Linked DNA regions of Pan troglodytes: region 1 is linked to region 2. The links are chromatin contacts, called in public Hi-C maps. All regions are on one chromosome and are shown on one strand. Each heading gives the region's core, a stretch centred on a gene start, on an enhancer-like site or on the middle of the called end of the contact. The rest is flanking DNA. Distances are from core to core; before and after follow the strand shown.

Region 1 (5,850 bases), core at 2,724-5,223, 170 kb after region 2:
TTAATGATCTTAAACTTACCTTAAGCCATAGCAAGGCAAAGTGAGGAGCCTGAATAGTGCCAGGAAAACTCTTAAAGGAAGCAGGGTGAACACATACAAAAACGCATCCAGGCACAGAAAGATTCCAAAAACCATCAGCTGAATTTTAACAAGGAGAGAAGAAAAAAAAAAAATTTTTTTTAAATACTTGTAGATGAAAATTCCAAACAACCAGAATTTCTAAACATTATAAAAAATTAATTTCTTAAAACTTAGCCCTGGGAATAACAAATTAATAGTTCTACTCTTCAAAGAGTGAGTCTGTGCTTCCTCAGAGCCTTTGGTTTACGACTCACAAAAGAAATTACTCAAAAACAAGTTGCCCTTGACCATAGTTAATGGCACATCATCTGATGTGGCTTTCTGAGTACTTCCTCAAGCTCTAGATATTATGGAAAATCTTTATTCCTCATAATTTTGCTATTCCTGTTTATTAGAATGCTTCATTGATGGGAAAGACTGGAATATATACTGAGTTACAATATTGTTTATGTTAAAAATATGCAAACTGATCACTAACTTTAACACAATTTCATGTGCACTGAAACTTGCTGCACTCAGAAGGCCTTATTCTTAATTCCAGGACCAGCCTCCTAGTGTTTATATTTCTCCTCCTTTCTTGAGTACTTGCCATACCCTTTCTTTTTGTGGTATCATTAGACACTCTTACTTGTTAAGTTTAGGACTATATTTCACAGAAAGAGGGTGAAGTCTTTCGAGGACTTGGCCAAGTAGCCACCACTAGGCTAACAAACTCAGCTACTCATTTTAAGAGTGGCAACTTTCTGTATGTCTGACACACAATTATGGTATGATACATATGCCCTCACCACAGCATCCATGTATCTTTAGTCAATAAATTGCCCTGCCTCCACAGATTAAAATTCACAGTTACAGGCTGAACTGTGTCCCCTCTATCAAGTTCCTATGTTGGAACCTCAGAATGTAACCGTGCTTGGACATAGGGTCTTTAAAGAGGTAATTTAAGTTTCGGTCATTAGGGTGGGCCCTAATCCAGTGTGACTGGAGTCCTTATAAAAGAGGAAATTTGGACACAGGCACAGACAGAGGAGAGATAATATGAAGACCGAAGAGGAAGGCAGCCATCTGCAAGCCAAGAAGAGGCCTCAGAAGAAACTACCCCACTGACACTCGATTGCACACTTCCAGCTTCCAGAACCGCAAGATAATAAATGTCTGTTGTTTAAACCACCCAGTCTATGGTACTTTGTTATGGCAGCCCTAGCAAACGAATTCACATGTCTTTAAATGAAAGAATACACTTTATTAATTTTGGATAAAAATATCTCAAAAATATGCTACACATAATATTTGCCAGATTTCTTAATCTGAATATATAGTCCCTTTTTTTGTTTTTAACAATTTAGACTCATTATGAACAGCAGTGAAAATACGATGCTAGATTAGCATAGAGTCACGTGCGGTAGATTAGCGTAGAGTCCCAGTGTTGCATGTTTTCTTGTCTTACACACAAAGCAGTACAGCAGGAGGCTGAGCAAGGTCCATATAGATAGAGTTCATGGTCCTTTTCTATTACTCTCCTATCACTGAGAAGCCTTTCCGTCCTTGCGAGTGGACTGCTGGTTCAGTACTGAGGGTAGAAACTGCCAGAAACCTGATGTTCCCAGAAGGAGCGTTTGTGATCCACTAAAAAGTTGCAACTCAGTCTGAAAATCAGGTCCCGGATAGGCAGCCAGGCTGAAATTTAGTTCCTTCCTAGGCAGCTTCCAAAGCACTGAAGACAGTTCAGCTCAAACTGACTACAGAAAGCTTTGCAGAAGAGTATACAAGTGGGAACACACTGGGAAGTTCTTTGTGCAAAACTGAATTAAAAGTACTGAGTTACAAACTGCAGACATATAATTTTAAAATATTTTCTAAAATTCATTCTCAGCAGCAATTTATCAAAATGTACATGTTTCAAAATAATCTTTTGCTTAATTAATATCTTCAGGTACTTCTTTAAAATAAAAAGAGTTATAAGTGAAAACAATAAAAGGACAGAAATGTTCACCAGGCTCTCTGTCTCTGAGAGATCTTTTCTGGAAGGACTTCAGAAGCCTTCTACAGGTTCTGGGCAACGCAACCGGGCACTGGCCAGGTGCTGGGCTTGGGCCCTGCCTGTGCATGGCCGCAGTCTAGTACCACCCACACTCTGCAGTGAGACAAGGAGTTGGCCTGGGTTCTTGAGTGGTGGAGGCAGAGCCAGGACTTCACTCAGTCTGCAGAAAACTGAAGCACTATTTCTACTAATGACACTTTCACTCATCCTTCTGGCCTCACTCACCACTGGATTTACCATTATACACATTTTAAAATAAAGTTTAACATAAGTTTTTAACATCTGAACTTTAATGCTAAGGAAATTACAAAATGAAAATTATCCTGTGACATTGTAAGTAAACAAAATATTCACTTGTGAAAATTTCTACAACCTGCTCTTATCATATTTATTTTGAACCTAATAGTACTGCACTTAGCATCTGAAAAATATCTGCCTCAAGAGAAATAAACAAGTAAAAACGCCAGCCTCTTTCTGTGGGGAATGAAGCAGGGTTTCTTCACCTTTTAAAAAATCTATGTGTCCCTTTATGACAAAAATCTCCTGCCCTTCTTTTAGCACCATTTGAAATTTCAAAATAAATAAAATGTTATGGCTAAAATGAAAGAAGCATAATGATTTTGCAATATATCTCCTTGAATTACACTAACCATCTTCTGGAAATTCTGAATACCATCTCCTCCACCACAACCACCAAATACCACCTGCTAGTCGAGGATCGCTGGTCTAGGGTGTTAGAAAGTAGGAGTAAAGAGGCTTAGTCTCACTTTTATAAAGCTTGTGCTAAAGCTCTGGGTCTACTCCTGTAAAAGCAGAGACCATATCTTGCTTAATACTGCACTGGGAGGAAAGACATCCTCTCCAGGGAATTCACAACCCAGTGAGCTTGACACAAACCGCACACTAAGTGCCAGATGAATGATGTGCTCTGGAAACACAGGTGAAGAGCCTGGGTCTGTAAAGTGTGTGTATTTGGGGGCAGGTGAGAGTGGCATGCACACCACAGGGAAGGCGGTGCAAGAGATAGCAGAGATGTCCCACAGAGGAGAGAAGACGGGCACTAGATTTTGCCAGGCAGTAAAGAGGACCGAATTCCAAACCAAGGAAAGAGCATGCACAGGTACAATGTGAGTAGCCTCCTAGCGGTGAGGTTAGGATATAATCATTATGCAAGAGGCATAAAAATCATGTTCAGTTCATTGTTAAGGAGCTCAAATTTTCATTCTTAGGTTCCAAGGTATCCTTGTCTTTTGACTGTTTTCACTTATAGCTCTTTTATTTTAAAGAGGTACCTGAAGATGATTAGGTTATTTTGAAACATGTACATTTTGATAAATCTCTGCTGAGAATGAAGATGTTCTCAATAAACTCACATATAGGGATCAATAATCAGCAGAATGTTAAGGGGAACAGGATATCAATAAGAAAACTATAAATGACTGACTTTGAAAGCAATTACTGCAGATTCAAGGTCATCCCTACAATAAAATCATTTTAATCATCCGAATTAAAAAATTCATGCCCCAGAAAGTCTATACTCTAGGAGATGGCCAAGAAAGGGATTATCATGAGCCAAGTTCTCTTATGATAGGCAAGCTATGTAAGCATATGCAGCCATAGAAAACAAGTCAATTGATTTTAATTTGTAGGACTATGCACATAGAATGATAATGAGACTTTCTTGCTTCTCTTACTTCCAATCCATGTTGAATATTGTTATATTTTAAGCACGTGACCCACATTAACTTAATCCTCACAACAACCCACCAGGCAGGAACTATTACTTGGTATTTTGCTTGCTACAGACAGGGCTTAGACAGGGCTGTGGTGCTCCTGCTGAGAGGCTGGAATGATGCAGCAAGGCAGGAGTGCCCTCAGGGTCCCAGGGCAAGACTGAGTGTCACCTAAGGAACAGAGGTCTTAGCTGCGGCTCTAGGCTCTGATCCTACACCTTCTATCTAGGATCAGATCGACTTTCTAGGGAGTGGTCAGCACGAAGCACCACAGCAGGCTGCAGTGAGCAGAGAGGACAGTACGGAAGGAGAAGAGCCATCAGTGTGAATGATCACAGCAGCCTGACATAGGACAATGGAAAGACAGAGGAGAAATTTAAGACTGTTTCCAAAGCTGAAATGAGAGAAATAAGTGATTGATTCACAAAGATAAACATGGCCCCATGGTGCCAAGTTCAAAAATTATCTTTTAAATACATTAATAAATGTGCTAGAGGCCTAAAGGCTTTGCTGGCTTGTCTTAGAACTATCTGATGGGTCTCATATGCCCAACCTCCCCTGAGAAAATTAAGAATGGTAAGACTGTTGCAGAAAGAACGCGGAAGCTGTGGTCACCACCACCACAAGCAGGGTGTGACAAGCCTCGAGAGAAGGGGAGAAGCACCAGCCAAGGCTGCTGAGCTTCTGAGACATGTGGATCCCTACTGGCTTTCCTGCTTCTCAGCAGCCACACGGCAGGGGCTGGGGGACAAGGGGGGGGAACATCTGCACAAGGGTGTGTCACCAGCAAGAGCTGCATTATGAGAAGAATTTAGAGGGATGATTCTCTGAACATGTTTTTATGAAATCAGAAACTGACTAGGATGCCCAAGAAAACACTGCCATAAATATGGGTCTGAGTAAATACTCTCTATTAGTTTCACAATGAAATCCCAGAACTGTTTTACTGAAATAAAGGGGAAACAATAGTCATTACGTTTTCTTAACATATCCTCAAACTGACATAAAACAAAAAGGCTTTATATGACATTTTAAGTCCATTTGTTTGAAATGAACTTTTGGATTATTTTTTCCTAAATGTTAACCCCACCACAACCTTCAAAAAGGCAAAATTAAGTTACTCCGCTAGACATTTAAATCTTTCCATCTACCCTCACCATTCCTCACAGGCAAACTCATTCAATGAATCATGCACTATTAGACCTCTTGAGATGACCTAGGTACAGCCTTCTAATCATAGAAGAAAGTAAAACCCAAGAGAGATTTGATGCCTTGATCAGGCCTCAGCTATTACAAACAGACTCAAGAAGCTAAGGTTGTTGATGCTTGATTACAAATAATTCCCCTGTATGACAGTAACCCTTCCCCCTTTCAACAATAATAGTCTATGCCTAGTAATAACAATATATCAATACTTACACCTTCAATCTGACAAATTTAAGGCTTATAAAAATTTGCTACATTGGTAAGAAAACTAAGTCATTCTATTTAAGCAGTTGAATTTAATTTTTAGAAAAATGTATTAAATAGCTATAATGTACAAGGCATGGTAACAATGAAATAATGAATTGCCAAAAAGCACAGAATTACAAGGTAAAGAAAAGTCAACAGAATATTTTCATTTTAGTTTAACCAGATATGCAAGCTTACATGAACATATATAAACACGGAAAAGAATATTGCTAAAAGGCTTCATGATAATCCACAACATACATCTGACATATTTAACACAAGAAATAAATACCATGAGAGGGGAATAAGTAAATCAAATGAAGATTTTAATTTGTAGAATTAAATTATGTAATTGTAGAATTAAATAAGAATTTTAATTGTAGAATTAAATTATATATTAACTATATTCATGGAAGGATCTTGAGCTCTCCCTGCTTGTCTCATTTCCAGTCCATGTTGAATATGACTATACTAATTTTCCAGAAAGAAAGCTCTGACGGATGGCTAACCCAATAACCATTCTCAGTTCTTTTCTGTTTGTTG
Region 2 (5,635 bases), core at 2,881-5,380:
TGGCTTATCATACTCAGAAACTTAGAAACATACAAAGGAAGTCAAGTCATGGTTTTTTTTTTTTCCTTCCATAACCTTTATGAGAAATGCAGCGGTGACAAGCAAAGAGAAAGAAAGGAGAAGAAACTTGGCTTTTTCTGGAGTAAGACACATCTGCTTAACAGTCTACAGTGAGAGGTGGAAATTTGATCTTGTGCTGATGGTCAAACAGACTGCATAAACATAAGTCAGTGTCTACGGAATTCTCACATTCCACAGCTGCCTCTGGGAACCCTCAGAGAAAGAACATGCCCACGTAGATTGCACATCTGCTAGGGCATCTTTCTCCTTAACACCTATGTCTTCCCTTCACCCCCTAAAGAAAAGATTTACATTTTTTAAAATAAAAAAGGATGCTCAAAACTAACTTGAAAACCAACTGCGTTTAATTGTAACATTTTGAGCCACAAAATGAAATTGAGTCCAGTAAAAGGCAGGTGGACTGCTCTGGGTTTCTGAAAGAATTTTTTTAAAATCATATGCAAAGATTATTTCTCAACAGTGTCCCATCTCCGCTGAAGTCAATGTCAGCTAGAGGCCCTGCATTAAACAAGAGAGAGTCCACTCTCCTATCTTTCCCTCCACTTCCTTTCTTTCCCTTTCTGCCTTCCAATTTTGTTGACATTCTTTTCCTTCTTATTTTTATCTAATCTTCTGATTTTGTTGACATTCTTTCTTCTCCTGTCTAGCTACTCATAATAGAGAAATCTTAACTTTCCCCAGGTCTTTAATCCTCCTGCCTAGCTTGGATTACTTGCAAACAATATGTAGGTATTATGCAACTCATGATGTTTAAGGTATTTGCAAACCAGTGGGGGTTTCAAAAGGAAGCCATTAAAATAGCTACCGTAAATCAAAAAGTTCAAGGCAAAGAAGCTTAAATTCTCATCAGAATTTAAAGTGAGAAAAAAAAAATTCACATACTACTCTTATTTAAGCCTACTTATAATTTATATATAAATTCAATGTGCTATATGAAATCAAATTAGTTTTAGTTTTGTCACAATCTCAGTTGATCAATTTTGGTTTAATTATATTGAAATCTAAAATTACAATTTTCACATTAATGTTTTACTTGGGTGGGAAAAAATTGTTTTAACTGAATGTGTAGGAGGGTATAGAATCACAGCATGCATTTTAAAAAAGAATTTTCTAAATTAAAATATACTTAGAAAAAAACATATTGATTTGATAGGTCTGAGTTCTCAAGAATTAACAAAACGGTAGCTTTCATTTTATATATAAATGGAAGCCAAGTTTATTTTTTACTTTGTAGCTTTATTGTTGATATATTTTGGCATTTTCAACATAATGTAAATAATCAGCTGAGAGTGAACTATAACATGCATAACACATAACTATATGTAATGTAAATAAAAGTTCAATTTTGAAAAAGAAACCCATTGTAGTGGCTAGGCACGGTGGCTCATGCCTGTAATCCTAGCACTTTGGGAGGTCGAGGAGGGCAGATCATTTGAGGCCAGGAGTTTGAGACCAGCCTGGCCAACATGGTGAAACCCCGTCTCTACTAAAAATACAAAAATTTGCCGGGCCTGGTGGCACATGCTTGTAATCCCAGCTACTAGGAAGGCTGAGGCACAAGAATGACTTGAACCCGGGAGGCGGAGGTTGGAGTGAGCCGTGATAGCGCCACTGCACTCCAGCCTGGGTGACACAGCGAGATTCTGTCTCAAAAAAAGAAAGAAACCCAATATATTGGAAACCGATTATTACACAGGTAAACACTTATTCAGGTAAATAAATAACTACATTCAATAATGAATTTTCCTGAAATTATACTATATGTATTGACATCAAGTGAAAATTATTAACTTGTTAAATAAGTAATCGTTCTAACTAGAAGCCCTAAGGGCAATATTTTCAGATGATGCTTTCACATCCAAGTCTCATCTTTGAGGTCCAGGGTGTATGGAGCGGGTAAACATGGCTGTGCAAGTGTCCAGACAAATGCGGCGTGTAAGTTTCAGGCTTACAGGAAACACACCAGGGATCCCCGGTGGGTTTGACAGGTTTCAGGGCTGTAACTGAGATTCTTCTGGTAGCTGAAAAGGAGGTAACTACCCCTATAACTAGGAGTCTGTGCATTCCTTAGAGTATATCAAATACAAAGCAGAGAGAGACAGGGACATCTGGAATGACCACTACTGACCTGATCCCAAACTGCCTCTCAAAATCAAATGTGAAAAAAACAGTAAGGATCAAATGATTTTTGGAGACACAGAGAAAGAGACAGACAGTGACAGAAAAATACACAGAGGCAAGGAGAGACAGAAAAGAGAAAAGGGAAGAAAAGAAAGAGAGAGAGGGAGAGAGAGATTGACAGGCAGAGATGCCCACACCCCAATGTCATGGAGACAAAACAAGTAACTCTCAGGCTAACCAACAATGCATGAAGTCATCTAACACATTCACTTGGATCTTGTTTACACACATACATAGTTAAGGTCGATTATTCCACTATTATGAGCAAAAGTATGTCTTTGCTTAAATAGTCACTGCCCTGGAGTAAGTGGTAATGCATTGGCCTTTGTCTGTTGTGAAGATTTTTTTTGTCACTGTTCAAGTTTTAGTGAAGTTAATTCAATAGGTAATACCCGAGCCTGGTACATAATCAAAAGAGACAAAAAGCCCAGCTACAGCAAGAAATGAGTTTCCTTCCTTCCCCTCCACAACCCTCAATTTCCTTTCCAGAGGCAACCACTGTTGCCAGTTTCTTGTCAACCCTTTCACATCCCATCTGCTCTATAAAAATATGACCCAGTGCTTGTGTCTCCTTCCTGATCTTTTTTTTTTTTTTTTAACATAGTTACCATGTTCTACACATGGTCTGCAACCTGCTTTTTTCACTTCATCTGTCATGGTGACTGTTTGGTATCAACAAATCCAGAGCTGCCCGGTCCTCTTCAATGGGGTACACTGCATTCCAATGAGTGGTCACCCTAAGCCATACGCATCTTATCAGACCCCTGCTGGTGGCCACACTTAAAGGCTTTCCTTCTTGGGTTTGCAGCTAGAACTCCAACTCACAGGACTTACTGTTTTCTGCTAAAATTCCTGAATATCACTTCCTTAGTAAAACTTGAAAAAAATCTTACGGCTACTGAGCACATGTGGTGTTTGGAGAAACAACAAAGAGAATGCTGTTGGCCAACCCTTGCTGTGCCTTCATGTCATAGGCACATTTACTTCTGTTGCTGCATGCAACAGTGGCGGAATGAATGAGGAAATGTGGAACAATAACCAAGCAACATAACAAGGGAACACCGTTGTGGCGCACGTTCTTCAGACGAGCAATCTAATTTGGACTCGAAAAAATGTCATCTTACAAGCAAAGTATTTCTGATCTGCCAGTCAACGGGAAAACTTTGGAAAGCAGCAGACACTGCAGCAGAAACACCCTAAATCGTGAAGTGTGTTCCAGACTTAAGGGAGGGTAGCGGATTAACAGCACATAAAAGAAAAATGAGTTTATTATTAGAAAGTCAATTGCATTCTACAATATTTTCAAATTTCCAAATTCAGGGACTGCATCTGTCCATCAAGATTCCTTTGGACTCAACTAGCAAATCAACTTGCAGATCCATCTCTCTTTTCTGCATGCTGCCTGTCTGCAAATAGCTAATTAAGAGGAGTCTGCTGTGCTGGGAGGTAAATCCTTTCTGCAGTCCAAGATTTCTCAGGATACCTTCAAGAGGAAAAAAATACCAAAGGGCTGGCTCATCAGCTCAGCTGGGGCAGCTTCATTACAATGCTAATGTCTGATGATAATGAGATCCTTTCGAATCACTCTAGACAAGCGCTTATGTTCTCTCTTTTCTGTTTGGTGGGTTTTTTTTTTTTTTTCATTGTTGCTATTTTGTTTAGTTTTAAACTCATGGTTTAACCACAAAAATATGAGACACTCTTCATCAGCCTAAAACACAATCAGTTTTGTCCAAGATTGTACTTGCCTTATTATTATACAAATCACCAAGAGGGAGATTGCAAAGCATTTCCTCAGGAAGGGCCCATTTTCCTTCTGTCGCTGGTGCATTTCTCCACCACATTTGTTACAGCAACGACACATACAAAAGAAATACCCCACCAGAGGCATCAGAATAATAAACAGCAGCCCCAGGACACAGCATAGAATAATCCCTGCTTCATAGTAGACAATCTGCAATTCAAACAAAAGAAACAGCACATATTGTAACACAAAATAATAAGTAGAACATTCCATGGTGTACAAAGCTCTTTTTTTTTTTTTTTTTGAGACAGGGTCTCGCTCTGTTGCCCAGGCTGGAGTGCAGTGGCGCGATCTCGGCTCACTGCAACCTCTGCCTCCTGGGTTCAAGCAATTCTTGGGCCTCAGCCTCCCGAGTACTGTATTTTTAGTAGAGACAGGGTTTCACCATGTTGTCCAGGCTGGTCTTGAACTCCTGGCCTCAAGCAATCTACCTGCCTCAGCCTCCCAAAGTGCTGGGATTACAGGTGTAAGCCACCGCACCTGGCCATGTTTCATTTTTTTAACCTATCTGCCATCATTAGTTGAATCTGAATGTGTACATATATACATATATATATGTATATATGTATTTTTTTCCATTTTGAAGCTCCTTTTTGAAACAGAGGAAGCAGAGAATTGAGTTATTAAATACATGGCCAAGTGCTTACTGGAAGATGTCTTTCAACCCCTAGGAAGATGTCTAAATGCTAGTTCGAGCTGCAAATGGTTTAATTTTAACCCCAAAGGTATTTTGTTTGTTTTTAAATGGATCAATAAATCTTGGCAGGAGTACTTGCATAACAATCTACATATAAGGTGCTTTACACACTGCACAAATAGAAGTTAAAGATTCAAAGCACTTTGGATTGGCTGGCAAACAATTACTCGAGAATCTGGAATGTATCTTAATTTAGAAAAAAGGCTCAGACTCTAAGTCAGGCACGTTAAACACAGGCCAGTCACAAGGTTCCTCCTCTGATACACTGGAAATAATAATACGTACCTTGTCAAGTCATTGTGAAAATTAGAGATAATGCATGATTAGAAATAATGTGACAAAGGACCAAGCACTGAGTAGACACTTAATAAAGGTGCCTCTCATGCCATGCCCAGGAGCCAGATCCACAGTGAAGGACCGACCTTGGCAGTCCGTGTCTCAGACGGTTCCTGAGTTCCCAGGAACAGCACAATTTCTAGATACAATCACGTGACCTAAACATATTTTCATAATCACTGCTGACTTTATTCCGGGATAAATGAAAATTAATGCAACTAGATGATGAAACTTGATGTCATTCCAATTCATGCATGTAGCTGCTTATATTTCTAAAGAATGGCAGAAAATTGCAAGTTGGCAGTTTGCAACTAAATGGACAATCTAGACAGCTGCGAATTCTGAAGCCAAGCTGAGCAAAGGAAAATAAAACACGAGTCTTGTTCCTGGGAGCAAATGTGATGTCTTGGAGGAGAGACCTGCTTTACATCCCAGCAGGGGGCTTCCAGGTCCCTAAAGTGGATGGTGTCACATTAGCATTAACTTCATAAACATATTGTGAGGGACAAATAACTAAATGACTGAATGTAAAAACA

What was found. A called contact is a pair of places that touch in the nucleus more often than the background predicts.
Region 1: a contact with region 2 is called in a Hi-C map of induced pluripotent stem cells, with 2.0 times the contacts expected there. The contact joins two enhancer-like sites. A contact is called at or near these places in 4 of 7 Hi-C or Micro-C datasets (blood, induced pluripotent stem cells and stem cell-derived neural progenitor cells) and 1 of 1 other capture datasets (stem cell-derived neural stem cells).

Annotation. Positions count from the first base shown.
Region 1 is chr3:16,691,173-16,697,022 of NHGRI_mPanTro3-v2.0_pri, forward strand. TAPT1 (transmembrane anterior posterior transformation 1) reads right to left here. Exons shown (of 14, transcript XM_016951383.4): 3 at 20-138. The coding sequence starts at 135. Among named protein-coding and RNA genes, the nearest start is that of TAPT1, 22 kb to the right of the region's middle. Within about 2 kb of position 3,974, at least 9 of the 24 cell types and tissues checked have an H3K27ac peak or open chromatin away from gene starts, as enhancers often do. A contact at or near this core is called in induced pluripotent stem cells, where this site is marked.
Region 2 is chr3:16,523,786-16,529,420 of NHGRI_mPanTro3-v2.0_pri, forward strand. It overlaps PROM1 (prominin 1), which reads right to left. Exons shown (of 28, transcript XM_003310250.7): 5 at 4,011-4,216. Among named protein-coding and RNA genes, the nearest start is that of PROM1, 53 kb to the right of the region's middle. Within about 2 kb of position 4,131, at least 8 of the 24 cell types and tissues checked have an H3K27ac peak or open chromatin away from gene starts, as enhancers often do. A contact at or near this core is called in induced pluripotent stem cells, where this site is marked.